Regions from separate parts of the Mus musculus genome. Here region 1 is linked to region 2. Evidence: chromatin contacts called from public HiChIP or PLAC-seq data. All regions are on one chromosome and are shown on one strand. Each heading gives the region's core, a stretch centred on a gene start, on an enhancer-like site or on the middle of the called end of the contact. The rest is flanking DNA. Distances are from core to core; before and after follow the strand shown.

Region 1 (3,759 bases), core at 941-3,440, 150 kb after region 2:
TTTATAGAACATTCCTTCCCAGGAGATTGAGGCACAGTCCCGGCTGGAAGCTGTCATTTGGTAGAAAGCCAGCTTGAGCCATTCTGGGCCCGAAGGAGATAATAAGGATAGCAGACTACTTAAGGTCCTCTGCAGGCTGTGCCAAGAGGTAATTACAAGCACCAGCTTTGGGCAGGCTGGAGCGAGCCAGTGTTCTCTGCTAGAGGATGCTTAGGCTGTCTCCCTGGCTAGCAGAAGCGAGGTTGCTGGATGTGGAAATGAGTCCATATATGCTATCTTGGCCCATGCATACTCCTATAATAAAACAATACAACCTCGGAGGCTCATACAAAACTGTTTACCCTCACAGTTCTGGGGGTGGGGTAAGGTCAAGGGATCAGTAGATTGACAGCTTGATGAAGGTAGGCTTCACAGTCCACAGGTAGCTGCCCTCTTGCTGTGTCTACATGGAGAGGGAAGCTCGGTGGCTCTGGACCATTGTTCACCTCTTTGTCCAGTCATGAAGGCTCCACTTCCATCACCTCAGCGATGTCCCACCTTCTCATACTACCACAGGAGGGGCAGTGGGACCAGCAGCCAGCACATTGCCATGGTGGCTCAAGTAAAGCGTCTCTTACAGCAGCGTTCGTTGTCTAACCTGCTGCCTAGTCTGCAGGCATTATCCACAATGTGTAGCAGGACTAATTTGGGGCAACAATTGCAGTGTCAACGTGGGCTCCTCTTTACTGAAGAGGAGAGGGAGTGGAGGAGAGGTTGACCAGCGTTGCCTGCTACATGCAAAGTCAACTTTTGAATCCAGGTAGTCTTGGCCCAGAGCTTGCTTTTCAGTTTCTATTACCTGCTTAAATGATAAGAGTGCGCTGCCCTGCTCTCAGGACAAAGATGGTGCAGCGTTAACAGAAAGGAACGTGCACAAGTTCCCGGTCCAACTCTACCTCCTCCTTAACGGGGCACCAGGAACAAGCCCAAGCACAAGCCTGCTGAAGCCCGGTCTAGGGAGCCGATGAGTTTATCAGGCTTACTTACAGAGCGTGGATGAGGGTCAGTGGCCCCAAGGCACCTGGACTACAGAAGTCTCTTCTTAGCCCCATAGCTGTCTAGGTGGAACCCCCTCTTCAATTAATTTCTTGTACTGTCTGCTTTAGCACCTTCAAAGATTCCAAGGCCACATGAGGTTAGGGCAGAAATACACACACAGGGACTGAGATGTGCGGAAGAGAGGGAGATATCAGGGAAGACCCTCCCCACTGCCCCTTCTATGAGACTTTACCTTGGGGGGTCTCTTACAATCGTTCATGGATAAAATTGGAGGCTGTTAGAAGAATACTGTGGAAACTGACATAATTATTACTAAAACCCTTGGTCTATATTTATCATTCACACCTCCATGTGGTCACAAACAGCAAATATGTAAAAGCACAGATGTACACACAGGGCTGGGTTCTTCTGTTTAATTCCCTAATAATGGGGGGGGGGAGGGGAAAGGGTTTATATGCAGCCGTTTCTCCTCGTCTGAAGTTATAGTTTCTGCAGTTTTTATTACCCAGTGCTAATATTAGTTGAAAAATATTAAATGGAAAATTCCATAGATAAATGATTTATAGGTAATAAGCTGCCCACTGTTCCAAGTGGTGCGATGAGATCTCACGCTGCCCTCTCCTCCCCAGTTAGGGTATGACTCATACATATCTTTGTCCAGGGTACCACATTGTATTCACCTACCTTCTCTCGGGTCACTTAGCAGACGGATCTCAGTTGTCAGGCCTGCTATCACATGCCACAGTGCCATGCTGTGTGACAGGTATATTATTTAATCATGACCCAAGAACAAGGATAATCATACTGAGCAGTTTGAATACACCAGAGAGAAGTCTTTAAGTGCTCCCATTGACTGAAAGGCGAGAGTCCTCAACTTAATGAGGAGATGGAGAAGAACCCGTTGATGTTACCAAGATCTACTGTAAGAGTGAGTCTTGTCTGTGACAACGTGAAGAAACGCAGATCCCTGCTAGTTTTGCTGATGTAACCCGCACTGTGAAAGTTATGGCTGTGGTACGTGACTTGTGCCTGGGTAAGACAACTGCACACTGAATCACAAGGTTTGGGACTAGCTACGGTTTCTGGTATATGCTAGGACTCATGCTATTAGCTGCTGAGAACAAGGAGACCTTGACCATAACTAGTTTGTTCCAGTTCTCAGCTGATAAAAAGCTGCTGTCTTAATCATGATCACCCGAGTCTACACAATACCCCACACTATGCACTATTTAGTCCTATCTGTATTTATGAACCTTCTGTACCAGGTTTTTACCTGGCCCCTTGCTAATAACCCAACAATAAATGTCTTTGTGTGCTTTATCAGAAGGGAGGCTGGAAGGCTAGGTTATATGAATATGTACTTCCCCCAAAAGGTTGAAGCACTCTGTATCCTGCTCAGTGGTAGGAAAGGGTTTCTGTTAACTGGGCATGATGGCTCACACCTTTAATCCCAGCACTCAGAAGGCATAGGCAGGTGTGGATCTCTGCGAGTTTGAAGCCAGCCTGGTCTACAAAATGAGTTCCAGGACAGCCAGGGCTACAGAAAGAAACCCTGTCTTATTGCCCTCACCTCCACCAAAAAGAGGGCATCTGTTTGTCTAGCTGTGACTCAGTGGCCTTGGGCAACCCGCAGGCTAGTCGAAGGGCCCATCTTCCTCTCCCTAGGAAGGTGCACAGCTCAGCAGTCAGGAATGTATCCTTACAGGCCAGCATTTCTCAGCCCCAGGGCACACTGGACACCCCTAGAGGTTTAAAACCTGGGGCTCCAAATGACTCAACTCCAGAAAGTTCCACTTAATTTTTCCAGGCTGGGTGCAGACAACAGTGTTTTCAAAAGCCTCCCAGGGGGTTTCTTGGCCTACCTGGGTGGGAACTATGCCAACACAAGACCTGAGTTCTTTTCCTCTCTCTCTCTCTCTCTCTCTCTCTCTCTCTCTCTCTCTCTCTCTCTCTCTCTCTCTCTCTCTCTCTCTCCCCCTCTCTCTCCCTCCCTCCCTCCCTCCGTCCCTCTCTCCCTCCGTCCCTCTTGTCCTCCCTCTCTTGCTCCCTCCCTTGCCCTTCCCAAGCCTCTTCTTTAAATCAGTAAAAGTTGACTGTAGAGAGCTTCCTCTGGAGCAAGCAGCCTTTCCCTGCCCTGTCCCATAGAACAACTCTATCAGGGGTGACTTTTAATTCCCACTCCCAAACCTCTTTGCAGAACTGGAAACTCAGGCCTGAATGTGATGTTTGGTGATACTGCCAACCGGCTCTGAGGGGCAGGCAGGCAGACTTGGAAACCCCTCTGACCTTAGGGCTTCCTACCTCACAGGTCAGTGTTTCTGCCTGAGGGAGGGGCAGGGGTGTTTATGATGTGACGATCTGGTATCTACACACCGCATTCGGCCCCGCACTCCGGCCAGCCAAGGTTAAGTATGCCAGCAGCCGGGTTGAACCACCCAGGGCCGCAAGTGTGTTAAGGAACGTGAGTTATGAGGCTGGCTGTGCAGAGGGGCTCAAACCTTGTAGTGTATTAGAGTCACCGGGGGAGAGTAAAAGATCCTGAGCGATGCTCAAACCCAACCAACAAAGTCGGAATTCCTGAGGAGGAGACCCAGTACAGGAATTTTTAAAGCTCCCCAAGTCATTGCCGTGTGCAGCCTTGTTTGCAAAACAACACCCATGAGAGCCCTTGGCCCTCATGTCTCTCACACTTAGTAACTATCTGGGCCTGGCAATGGAACT
Region 2 (3,936 bases), core at 44-2,543:
AAAGACTCTAATCTACCTTTGGTCCTTAAAATAGTCTTACTAACAACATTCTACCAATGTATTTTGGACTTCAAAAACTTCTTTTATGATTAAATTTCAATTCTGTGGTGTGTGTGTGTGTGTGTGTGTGTGTGTGTGTGTGTGTGTGTGAGCAGCCGACCCTGGTTCTCTGGAAGGAAGAACAGCAAGCACCCTAATGGCTGAGCCATTTCTCCAGACCCACTGACCCTTGTTTGTTTTGAAAGACAGGAGTTAAACATTTGCACATTCTCACCGTACCCCACCCACCAGCCTGTCACCCAGGGTGACCACTGTCACCCAGGGCGCGTGTCCTCTATGTCTACCTTCCATGTGTGTAATCGGACAATGCTAGTGGACAGCGTGGGGTTGGGACCAGTCAGGGCTGAAGACTGGGCCTTTTGCTTTAATTGTGCTCTCTGGTCTCTGTGAACCTCAGTCCCTCCATCTTTACTCCTCTTCTACTGGGGTAGGTTTTTGACCTACAGCATTGCTGTTTCTCTGGGGAATGGAGGCAAATTGCTGGGCTCAGTAAATGGTAGCAAGTACCACTGGCCATTTCACCCTTTCTCCCTCCCCTCCCCTCTCCTCCTTTTTCCCCTCCCCCCTCCTCTCCCCTCTCTCCTCTCCCTCCCCTCCTCCTTTCCCTTCTCCCTCTTTCCCACTTTCCCTCTCCCTTTCTCCTTTCTCCCCCCTCCTTTCTCCCTCCCTCCCCTCCTCCTTCCCCTTCTCCCTCTCCCTCTTTCCCTCTCCCTTTCTCCTTTCTCCCCCCTCCTTTCTCCCTCCCTCCCCTCTCCCTCTCTAGAAAGTTCCTGGAGAACAAGGACCCTGTCTAAAGCCCATATCCCTTTGAGCCACTCCTGGGGTCCCCAGGTCACTGCTAGGCTGACTGGCTGATCCTTACAGAATGTCTGGAAGCTTTTCTGTGTTTGTTCAGGCTCCTTTGGGGTTAGCGCAGAAACCAATTCTGCTTTGGGGACACCCAAGAACTCTGAGTCTAGAGAGGAGTGACTGCCCTAAGAGATTTGGAGTTTTTTTCCCAGGTCCTGCTTCTTCTCAGGCTTCAGGTGAGCAGTGTAGTGGCGTGGGAGAAATACTGAGAGCCACGCGGTTTGTTGGCACTTCTAGGCTCCACTCGGTTTCCTTTGCTTTCTTGGATTCTAGCCATTGAGGGTTCAGGTGCCTTTCTGCAAGATCCAACCCTAACCTAGAGCTCGCCCGCGGTGAGCCTCCAGGGCACCGATGTCCGTCTCCGACAAGGGACAGAAGGGGGCGACAAACCCGCACAGTTGGCCGGCGGACCATGCCGGGCAGTGCCTGAGCCCAGAGCCATTCTCCCCCTTTTCCCTGGTAACTGGACACTTCTTGTAGATTCCCACAGCACACAGTAGAGTGCACTCTTTGTGAAAACACCCCCGCCCCCCGCCCCCCCCCCCGCCCCAGGCCTCGCCTTCACAGAGTAGCAGAGGCTGTCACCCTACACAGCAGAACCATCTTAGATTCCTGTTAGTTCTTAAAGCAAGGCCAGAGCTTAGGACCCCAGGGGTGATGCTCTAGGGCAGAGGTGTGCTTGTCCAAGTCCTGCAGTTGTTTCAAAGGCTTTGCAATGATTTCATTTGTGCACAAGCTGGGAATAGCTGCAGAGTTTTGACCCCAAGCATTTAAGGTCTTTTAGCCCAGGCTGTCCTTAGCACATTTCTGAAACTCCATCTCCCCAGTTGCGGACACACAAATCTAGCTATCTTACGTTTACTTAGTATTTTAACACCCATTTTTGTAAAAACTACATAAAGACACCAACTATCCAAATGCAACGTTAATATTTTTGAAAATTATATATTAAAGAATTAACATCAGGCAGATGAGATGGCTCAGCCTTTAAGAGCCGGTACTGCTCTTGCACGAGGGGCAGCTCCCAGCTGTCTGCAACTTCAGCTTCCGGCTCATCTGAGTCCTTGGTTTGTCACAGGCACCTGCACTCATGTGCACATGCCTGCCCCACTTTGCACATAATTTAAACACATCTTAATTAACATCAACATAGAAGTGCTCCCGGAGCTTCCCCCCCCCCCCCCCCCCCCCCCGCCGGCCACTTTTGTTTCTGCGTCTGCACAGGCCAGAGGACTGGTCTGTCTCTAGTTCTTCCATATCTCAGTGAGTCACAGAGCTGGAATTTGACTGGGGTCTTTATGGCTCCAAAGGGCTAAAAGTCCAGTTAAACTAGCAGATCTCTGACAGGGTTGGGAGGCAGCCACCCATTTATGGTGCTGGCAGCAGCTGTGTGTTTGGACAGATGCTGATGGTCCATCGCTATAGGGTGCCTTTGATCTCTCCGGATATTTATGTTTCTTATGATTTTTTTTTGTGATAAGGAATTTAAAATCTCTTCTAACTACTTTGAATTATACAATAGAATACTGCTATGAACATTGTCCTGTGTAATGAAGTATCCGAACCCTTTCCTCCTGTCTGGCTGAGACTACGTATCCTATCCACTAGCCACTCTTTTTAATGCCTCCCCCCAGTGCCTGGGTCCTTTCCCAGCCTCTGGACCACCATTCTAGTTTCTACTTCTGTGGGCTCAGCATTTTCAGCAGAGTGAAAGACGCAGTGTTTGTCTTTCTGTACTTGGCTTAGTTCCCTGAATATTATGTGCCCCAGGTCCATCTGTGTTGACCACATGACAGCCCGATTACATTTTAGAGCTGAATAGATATCCCATCCTGTGTGTGAATGTAAATGTGTGCATGTATGGGAAAGAGAGGAAGATGCCACACAGCTTCTATGAGAAATGCTCATTCTGATCATTTCCTATATGTATGTTCGTCAGTCAGTCAGCCCATCTGTCTATGTATGTATGTATGTATGTATGTATGTATGTATGTATGTATGTATCTATCTATCTATCTATCTATCTATCTATCTATCTGGTGGTACTGTGATTGAACCCAGGGCCTTGTGCTGCTAGGTAAGCACTCTACCAAAGCGCTATACCACCACTTGGATTGATTGACTATGGTTTGTTACTGTTTCTGTGTCTTTGCATGGTCTGGTGTTAACCCCTTATTGGCTGGGTAGTTCCCAGAGCTCCACTCTGTAAGTCGCCTCTTCACTCTGACAGTTGTCTGTCTTCCGTGCAGAAGCATTCACTGTGACCTCATCCCATTTGTCTAGTGTTGATGTCTGTGCTTTTATTCCCATGCTTAACAAAAATACTTGCCCAGACTTCTGCCATAGGACACTGGCCCTATTTTTTATTTAAACGATTCAGGGGTTTTACATTTAAGCCTGACTCCATTTTGAGTTCCTCTTTATTGTGCTGGGGTTGAATCCAGGGCTTTGCACATGTTAGGCAAACATTTTACCACCGAGCTACATTCCCAACCTATTGATTACATTTTTGAGCCAGGTGGTGGTGACACATGTCTTTAATCCTAGCCTGGTCTACAGAGCTATGTCCAGGACAGCCAGAGGCTACACAGAGAAACCCTGTCTTAAAAAATCAACCAACCAATCAGCCAACCAACCATTCAACCAAAAAAAAAAAAAAAAAAAAAAAAAAAATCCAAAGGGTATGTATGTCCTTGGCACCTTTGTTAGAAATTAGGAATTATTTGGCCATGTGTGCTTTATTTCTAGGTTCTTCCTACATTCCATCTGTATTGGCTGGTTTTGTGTGCCAACTAGACACAAGCTAGAGTTATCACAGAAAAAGGAGGAAATGTCTCCTTGAGATCCATCCCTAAGGCATTTTCTCAACTAGTGATCAAGGGGGAGGGCCCATTGTGGGTGGTGCCATCCCTGGGCTGGTAGTCCTGAGTTCTAAAAGAAAGCAAGCTGAGCAAGCCAGGGGAAGCAAGCCAGTAAGAAACATCCCTCCATGGCCTCTGCATCAGCTTCTGCTTCCTGACCTGCTTA

The links. HiChIP or PLAC-seq counts read pairs in DNA pulled down with a chosen protein or histone mark.
Region 1: a FOXA1 HiChIP or PLAC-seq map of pancreatic cancer cells shows a contact between it and region 2. The contact joins two enhancer-like sites. A contact is called at or near these places in 2 of 484 Hi-C or Micro-C datasets (embryonic fibroblasts and nephron progenitors) and 2 of 115 datasets of contacts at active chromatin or transcription factors (bone marrow-derived dendritic cells and pancreatic cancer cells).

What each region holds. Positions count from the first base shown.
Region 1 is chr1:181,422,886-181,426,644 of GRCm38.p6, forward strand. All of the region lies in intron 3 of Cnih3 (cornichon family AMPA receptor auxiliary protein 3), which reads left to right. Among named protein-coding and RNA genes, the nearest start is that of Cnih3, 72 kb to the left of the region's middle. Within about 2 kb of position 2,191, at least 31 of the 459 cell types and tissues checked have an H3K27ac peak or open chromatin away from gene starts, as enhancers often do. A contact at or near this core is called in pancreatic cancer cells, where this site is marked.
Region 2 is chr1:181,271,773-181,275,708 of GRCm38.p6, forward strand. No RefSeq gene overlaps it. Among named protein-coding and RNA genes, the nearest start is that of Gm39718, 13 kb to the right of the region's middle. Within about 2 kb of position 1,294, at least 44 of the 459 cell types and tissues checked have an H3K27ac peak or open chromatin away from gene starts, as enhancers often do. A contact at or near this core is called in pancreatic cancer cells, where this site is marked.